Regions from separate parts of the Cyprinus carpio genome. Here region 1 is linked to region 2. The links are chromatin contacts, called in public Hi-C maps. All regions are on one chromosome and are shown on one strand. The core of a region is the stretch at or near the end of the contact, and the rest is flanking DNA. Distances in the headings are between cores, read along the strand shown.

The links. Hi-C and Micro-C count contacts between places; a contact is called where the count stands out from the background.
Region 1: a contact with region 2 is called in a Hi-C map of skeletal muscle, with 5 times the contacts expected there. The contact joins the promoter of LOC109067094 here to the enhancer-like site in region 2. A contact is called at or near these places in 4 of 8 Hi-C or Micro-C datasets (liver, red blood cells and skeletal muscle).

Annotation. Positions count from the first base shown.
Region 1 is chrB15:17,766,917-17,771,311 of ASM1834038v1, forward strand. LOC109067094 (lissencephaly-1 homolog A) reads right to left here and starts at 2,889. Exons shown (of 11, transcript XM_042739570.1): 1 at 2,715-2,889. LOC109067086 (clustered mitochondria protein homolog) reads right to left here. Exons shown (of 26, transcript XM_042739573.1): 26 at 3,499-4,395.
Region 2 is chrB15:17,704,786-17,709,264 of ASM1834038v1, forward strand. LOC109058035 (RNA N6-adenosine-methyltransferase mettl16) reads right to left here. Exons shown (of 10, transcript XM_042739564.1): 7 at 2,207-2,276; 8 at 288-377. Among protein-coding and RNA genes, the nearest start is that of LOC109058034, 10 kb to the left of the region's middle. Within about 2 kb of position 1,851, at least 2 of the 8 cell types and tissues checked have an H3K27ac peak or open chromatin away from gene starts, as enhancers often do.

The DNA.
Region 1 (4,395 bases), core at 1,639-4,138, 63 kb after region 2:
TTAGTTCATGTGAATTCAGAGTGCATTAACTGTTAACATGCACAACTGTTGATTTTAATAATGCATTAGTAATTGTTGAAATTAACCTTAAGACTAATAAATGCTGAAGAACTATTGTTCATTCTTAGTTCATGGTAACTAAAGTAGTTAACTAATGAACCTTATTGTAAAGTTTTTACCAATATTAATATAAATTCTGTCCAGTTTTATTGTGTTACTTTCAGTAAAAGTGTGGTTATTTTATTGGCTTGTGTATTTTAAATTCAGTATCATTAAATTAAAAAGTTAAATTAAAAAGTCTTACAAAATTACTTTATATTATTTAATAAAATAAAAATCATTACAAATACTTTTTCGGTTTCCATTTCTGTCCAGAATTTTCATTTCAGAGTATCCCTTTACACAAATGTTGATTGATAGAAGTGTAATCTGTTACCAGCATTTCCCATGCATCTCGAACCCAAAAACAGTCCTGCAAGTCTGTAATTTCAAGAGTTTCTTTAGTTTAAGACAGATGGCAAAAGGAAACATCCCTCTTTGAGGAATTGTGCAAGCTGGTAAAGACAGCCAGCCAATAAAGCTTGGACTAATAATCACTTCTCTCATTCCCTTGATGGAACTGCCATGATTACAGGATCACAGTACATTTCCACCATGAAGGGAATGCTGAGTAGCAGCTCATCTGAATGGCAGAGAGTTTAAAAGATCTGAAGACATGAGCTGAATATACAATGTAGCAGCAGAACACTGTTATAAAGCATGACATGTCATGCCAGACGCTGAAATGAACGTTTCTGAATGAAACTATTAATACAGGCACTGCTATTCAGAAGACTGAGGGCTGTAAGATTTTACTAATAAAAGAGATTAATACTTTTATTCAGCAAGGATGCATTCAATAAATCAAATGTGACAGTTAAGTCATTTATAATTATACAAAAGTTTTTATTTTATTTTAAATAAATGCTGTTCTTTTGAACTTTCAAAAAAAAAAAATATATATATATATATATATATATATATATATATATCTCAGTTTCCACCAAAATATTAAGCAGCACAAGTTTTCAACACTGATAATAATAAATGTTTCTTGAGCACTAAAAAAACATTAAAAGGATTTCTGGAGGATCATGTGACAATGAGTCTGGAGTAATGACTGATGAAAATTTTTAATATATTTGAATGCAAAACAGGTATTTTAAACGGCAACATCATTACTATTTTAAAAGCATCTTTATCAAATAAATGCAACCTTTATGAGAATAAAGGCATCTTTACAGCAGAGTTAAGACTGCTCTATGCCTGCTTAAAATTTAAAGATGCAATGCTGCATTAAAGCCAGACTAAATTATGCCAGCTCAGATCCACCCAGTGTCAAAGCATACAGTTGTACTCGGTGTGTAAATGCATTTAAGACACCTTCAAGCAGCATTAAACTAAAGAGACACCGAAATGCCACTTCAGAAGCACTTCTGTGCCACCTTTGCAAAGTAATTTGGCTTAAAAGACATTAACGTCTTTCAACTACATTAAACAGTCTTAAAGGTACATTGATAATTCTGTTCAGTGAACTTAATCGAAGCTATAACATGCCTGCAATCATCAGCAGCCATCCACAATACCTGTCAAACAACTAGAGGGAGTGTACAGCAAACTTGGCACGATGTCTTAAACCATTAGAGAATATCCAAAGCAAACAAGGTACCACATTTATTCAAAGCATTCACGCCTTGATAAGCGACATGCACACACTTGCTTTTTCAGCATGCTCACATTTGCCGTACGCAGAGAGTAAAATAGTGCATTAATTGCTGGAACATCGTTGGGCTGATATTTACTGCAGGAGCGATAATCACATCACATCATGACAGATCATCACAGTAGTGTCCTGATCAGCAGAGCAGTACAGGTCTGCACGTAAAGATTCAGCTGACCTACATTTGTGACTGGTCCAAATCTTCCCTTCAACCCTAATGAAATCATGTTATATATGTAAACGAGCTTAATAACTGGCAAACACCTCGGTTATGTGTCATAACCTTGAAGTAAACGAACATATAACGTCACACTGTAGCATCTCATTATGTTTTGAGAAACAGCCAAGGATCATGTTGAAGTTAGTTTGAATACTAAACACGTCAGGTTAATAATTATCGATCATAACTTACTCCAAATATGCTGTTTAGGTTGGAAGCTCACTAGGTTTTGCAACACAGCCCTCATCACCCTTATTCTCAACCGGTATGCAGCAAAAATGATCATTTGAATGGTCTATTTTTTATGTGTTCAACCAAACAGAACTGCACACGGCAAGGTCAACATTGAATTTAACGTATAGAGATGATAAAAAACGAGTTTGCGTTGACACGGGCGTTAGCCAACTGTTGCTAGCTAACATGACATTGATGAAACGACGTGTTGAATCGCCGACAACACACACCTCTGACGAGCCGCTCAAATTGCAGACGTGAACGGGATAGTTTCTTATATTTATAGCGATAACGTTCGCACAACACACACCCGTGGAGCTGCCGATATACTCACGACTAAAGGAGAAAAAAACAGAAGCTGAAGTATTTCTCCAACGGCCGCGTCCGCCATTTTGAGACACCGAGAAAAGGAGGCGCAAACATTACAGCTACAACAGCACTTCGACCGGCGGTTTCTATCAAACACAACCGCGAAGAGAGACACAGATGAGCTGTTCTTACCCTAAAGAGTCAGCACTGAAGGTTATTCCTCAGAAGACGCTGGTAAGGAACGAAATAAGTGTTGTTTTCGTGTTGAAAAGGGGGGCTGGAGTCTTGGGGTCTGCTCCTTGCAGCGCCGCATTCGCCTCTACGGCACGGGACCGCGCATGGGCTGACTTCAGCAGGCGGAGGCGCGCACGCCCTTCAATCTCACACCCTCCTTTCAAATACTGTGGGCGTTTCTTCAATAAATATGCACCCCATCCCCTAGTTTTGCGGATAAATTCAAAAACGGACCATGAAAAATTATTTCTCACATGAGCCACATCAAAGACTTTAATCTGGGTACAATCAGAGCGCGTGACCTCTGTTTATGAGTCAAAACAGCACCTGTATCATGCTCAAACCAGTTTACATTAATAAGGGTTTGAATGTAATTTTTCAGTCACCTGATGCAAAATATGTGACCATGCGCCACAAAACCATAAATTATAAGTAGCACGAATATATATTTGTAGCAATAGCCAAAAATACATTACAAATTATTTATTTTATACCAAAAATCATTAGGATATTAAGTAAAGATCATGTTCCAAGAAGATATTTCCTACTGTAAATACATCAAAACTCAATTTTTTATTAGTAATATGTATTGCTAAGAACCTCATTTGGACAACTTTATTAATATACAAATTTATAAAGTTTATACATGTAACTATTGTACACAGTGAGTACATTTATGTATACTCTGAAATGTTTTGTGTTTAGACAGTATACACAACGTTTAAATGAATGTAACCAGATGTTGTTTTCTAGTTTCTTTATTCATTTTAATACAAAAGGATATTCGGACCAAAAATAATTAGATTGTTATTTAGAAGAATTGACATTAAGGTACCACTCATTAAAGAAACCAAAACAAACACACAAAGGGCATGACAAATATTTCATGTTGAAAACAGAATACAGAAGACTAAAAAAAAAGAGAAGTGATCTGTTTGTTCAACACCAGATGACATTGAGACCGAACACTGTATGTTAGCTCTATGTAGATTTCCTCAGATAATTTATTCATTTTAATATTCTAGTTTATAATGGGTTTGTGCAGATTATTTAAGAGAAAATGTAACAAAATGCTCTGCAGACTGAGAGTAGAGGGTTTCTTAATCGTGATAGTTCTTTTAAATTACTGGTGTACAGCAAATCATTTGATAAAGAGATTTTTTATGTGTCCAATCGTTTTCTTCTGACAATTCAAAAATAAGTTTTCTTTGTTTTATATGCATACTTTCACACAGAAACATAAAGATTTATGATTAAACTGTAATTTGAAGAATATTACGAATATTATACCCAGGAAGACATTCAAGACACTTCAAATTAAAGATTGTAATTCAACAAGAAAAATGAACAAAAAGAACTGCGGTTTTGTTTCGGCGCCTTTGTTGTCAATAAACCCCAAACCTTTCTAAAAAGTACTACACATCTAGATTACATCAAATTGGTTTGTCATGCAAGCAGTTATTGAATTCTTGTATTGACATGTTGCTTTGCTACATAATATGAACACATCACAGATTTGGTGACCATTATTAATTATGAAATTGATCTTTGCGGTTAAATTTAAAACACTGGTTTGTTCACTATGAGATGTGCAACTATGGAAGCTTGAATATATTCAACTGAGATCATATTTAACATT
Region 2 (4,479 bases), core at 601-3,100:
TGAAGTGCGTGACTATATGGCACCGTCACCCTGTCTGGGCAACTGTTGCTAAGAAGGAGCTGCGCTGTGCCTTAGGAAGCAGGTCAAGTGTATCTGATGGAATGGGCTAAAGATGCATTATTAAAAAGACGGCCGAGCCCAGTGAATATTCAGCAGGTGTTGCTTTCCCACACACAAATGCATCAGACAGACTGGGTGCATGGGTTATGTGAGGACTAGCTCACTCTAAACTGAGGCAAACGCTCTCTACCGTCTATAAAGTAATGCAGGAAGTGCTCAGAGCTTACAGGCACAGGCACGTCATCATAGAAACTCCAAGCCAGGGCCCAGCGCATGGTCCGACCTTGACAGAACTCGGTGTGTGTTACTTTGAGCACCTGTGAAAGGACAAAAGATGATGAGGATCTCATTAGGGGTGATTAAAACACAAAATAGCCTCTGAATCTTACAAAAACTATCTAGAGTGGTCTGGGTTATATTAAAGATATCAGAAAATCATATTTTGCATAAAGAAAGGATCATTTTCATGCACAGTGACATATTCATGACAATGAAGCACATTTCTCTCCCAAATTTGCATTACTTTTAAGCGAAATAAATGGTAATATTTTCTGTCCAGACACAATGATTACATTTTTTTTTTAAATCTTTATTAGCAATTAATTTTTATAAGCAAAAATTATTTACAACAGGTATAATTCAGTATAACATATACTACCATGATATGTCTACCACTGCCATTTACAATTAGTGTTACACAGTATATCGGTATCATATTTATCTGTTGATGTTTCAGATTATTTTAATTTATCAGTATAATGGATATTAGATGTTTAATTGTTCATAATCATTTCACATATTTAGATTACCTTTGCCATCATTTAATGCTCATAAAAACAAAACAAACAAAAAAAACCATTAATTTCATTGTAATTAAAATTTATTAATTGTAAATTAATATACATTTTAATACTGTATGATGTTGTGATGCCTAAATTTATTGGTGATATTTAAAATTTAAAAATAAAAAAATAACTTTACATAAAATAGTATACTTTTAATATTGACCATTTATTAGACATTATATTTAATTTTAATCAGTGTATATATATATATATATATATATATATATATATATATATATATATATATATATATATATATATATATATATATATATATATATATATATATATATAAAATTTATTTAGCATTGTAATTATTATGATACTTTTTACAGTACAGTGGAGAGAGGTTAAATGTGCTTGCAAATTGTCACAATGCTAAAAATGGTAGGACTGATGGGAAAAGGTCTTATATAAAATAACTTATATAAAGCAATATAAACACTTTTTTATATATATATACTATATATATATATATATATATATATATATATATATATATATATATATATATATATATATATTATATATATATACCACACACACACACACACACACACACACACACACACACACACACACACAGTGTATGACAGACACCAGACCACTAGAAGGCTTAAACAGAGAATTACAGACCTGCTATTCACACAGTGGGGAGTGTATTTTAACACAGATATGTGGGTGTTAGGGGTGAACTATAGGGTGAAATCAAACCCCACTGCTCTTCAGTAAAAAAAAACACCACTCGGGTTTGACCTTTGCAGGCAGAGGGCATTCAAACAACAGATAAAAGCAGAGAAAAAGGAGAGAGGTAAGTGAGAGGGCGAACAAGAACGAGAGAAAGAACCTCATTAGCATATTAATTAGAGCCACAGTGGCTAGAGGAGGAACTGCTGGACGCTGGCCAGGAGAACAATGACACTAATGATGGGTGACAGGACTCTGACACCTTCAGATGAATCAAACCACACATCAGGCCTGCGCCGAGCAGACTGACTGACACCAGACTAATAACCTGTGAGCAGGGAGAATGCCTTTCATTCACAGATATCACAGCGTTCTGACTGTACAGACACAGGCGGAGTAATCGAGAGGGGCTTGGAGGGCTGATGCGGGGGCTAATGATGCCTAATGAAATCTGCTCCATTAGCGCTCCCTGTCGTGGTACGTTTTCAGGCCACGCTAGTGAAACTCATTAAGATCAATTAACCTGAAGTCTTGAGGAAACGCCCACTCATTTATCTATAAAGATCTGAGAGGAAAAAAACACACATGCACGCAGTTGTCCAAGCAAAACTCACCCCTTGTTTCCGCAGCTCATCTTTCAAAGGTGCCAGGCTACACTTCTTTCCCAGCATGCAACTGTACCACCTGTAAACAGAAAAAAAAGGGCTTGTGAAACCACCAGCCTGGACACCTGATTCATGGGAGCACATCAAATAAACTGCAGGATGCAGAGTCGTGGGTTGAATATGGGCTCGCTCTGTGGGAAAGGTCAGTTGGGCTACTCTTTATATTTTTAAGATATGAGGCGCGATGTTTAATTAAAAACCCCACCTTGACAGGGAGCTTTGAAGCTGTGCATGAGACAAAAATCAATGAATATCCACCATTATAAAAAAAGATGAGGCTTCATCAGCCAGTGCCCACAGAGAGTGGGAGGATAACACGGTTTATGCATAATTGATTGGTGCTCAACTCTTAATTTTTCTAGTTCTTTTGGTTTCTAAATTGACAGAATCTTGCTTTAATCACTGAGGAATAGCTTAAAGGTCAGCATGAAGCATGTTCACAACCCATTTTATCTCTATAATGTGACATTTATGAGTCAAACAGGATATTCAGTGAATAAATGTAGGGCAAGACTTGATTTTATCCACCTGCTGGATTGTGGGATATGTGGGTTCGTTATGGAGGACAGACAGCACCCATTTTAATTAGGATTTGTGAGCAAAACATGGGGTTTAAAGGTCATGTTCACTTTCAAGAGCTTCCTTCTTGAAATCCATCATTTGCTATTAATGCCATAACTTTTTATTTAAAACCATTAACTGACACTATATATATTATTTTTGCTTGCTTTTCATTTATTTTGTTATATCGCGGTAATGAATATGCACGATATTGTTATCCTATTGTTATACTTTTTTAAAACTTAATTTCAATACCGTGATAATACCGCATACCGTGGTAAAACATGATCAATTAATCGCAACATGAAAATTTGATACCGGCATATCCCTAATATACATATTACATTACAGAACATATAATTATTTTATATTTACTAGTATGCATGTATGTATCATTAACCTTTGTATTACTGGTGATTTGAGCTATTAAAACATTAAAAATATTAATGACTGTATTATCTAACAGAAGCCTACAATAATGCCTAAAAAGCTATTTAAATATTAATTCAATAAAGTAAATATTAATTTTATATTTCATTTAATTTTGTGTATAAATCATACAGCAAATATTTGTAAACATTATTTTGCTTTTTGATATTTAATTATAAACAGCATTAATTTTTTTGTTTTATAATTATTATGCATGTTTTTTATGACTTATTACATTTGAGACTAATTTGAATATTTGCAACAACAAAAAATTGTCACACTTCAGAGGGATTTAAAATGATGAAGTGAAAGCAAAGTGGTGATTTAAAAACGTAAAAATTTTTGGGCAACATAATAAATTATATGCCGATTAAATCATATGCAAGAGTAAGAGCAAGTCACGACTACAGACATTTTATCTTTCGAAAATAACCAAATCAGTCATGCACAATTAGACATAGACCAACTCCACGCTGACTTTAACAAATAACATACAGTCATGTATAGACTCTGCTGTAGACTGATATTTGTTGGGTGTTGGTTTGGGGTTATCAAAGGGCAATCTACCACAAGAATAAGATAGTGTAGATGAACACACATTACACTGCATATGGAGCCTAAGGGGCCTGACAATCGTTTCATTTTGCAGAATGAAATATTAAAGAGCCTTAATATCCACACATGCACTCCGAAGTGGAGTGGAGGGAGGCTGTGTACTCCAGCATCTATCAGGCCTTGGAAAGGGGGTGTTTATGCATTTTCTTTAGTTATCAGACCCCGAGGAGGAAGTAGTAACAATTACGATTTCAATAGCACAGATTGCCTGGGAGGAGGAAAAATCAGAGTTGTATTTAGTACGTAAGTGAGACTGGAGGAAGACTGGCAGTAATTATAGATCTGAGGGGTTCGAGAGGAAGTAGCATCTCAGAGGGCCAATCAGAATGCCTGGCTGGCTCTACAGGCACCTGCACACACACACACACACACTGCTTTTACGACAGTCTGCTCGCATAGTCTGAACCCATGAGAGAGGGAGCTGGTAACGCAGCGAGATGGAAGAGTGCCCAGCTTCCCCTGCGGACACCAGTCAAATCTCAACACAAGCAACAGACACAAAAACACTGAAAGGTTTAAAACTACATTTGATATTACATCCAAACAGTGAAGCTGGAACGACCACGTTCCTCTTGGGGTTCAGCTCATGACATGGTTAATCAGGCCTAATGTTGGTT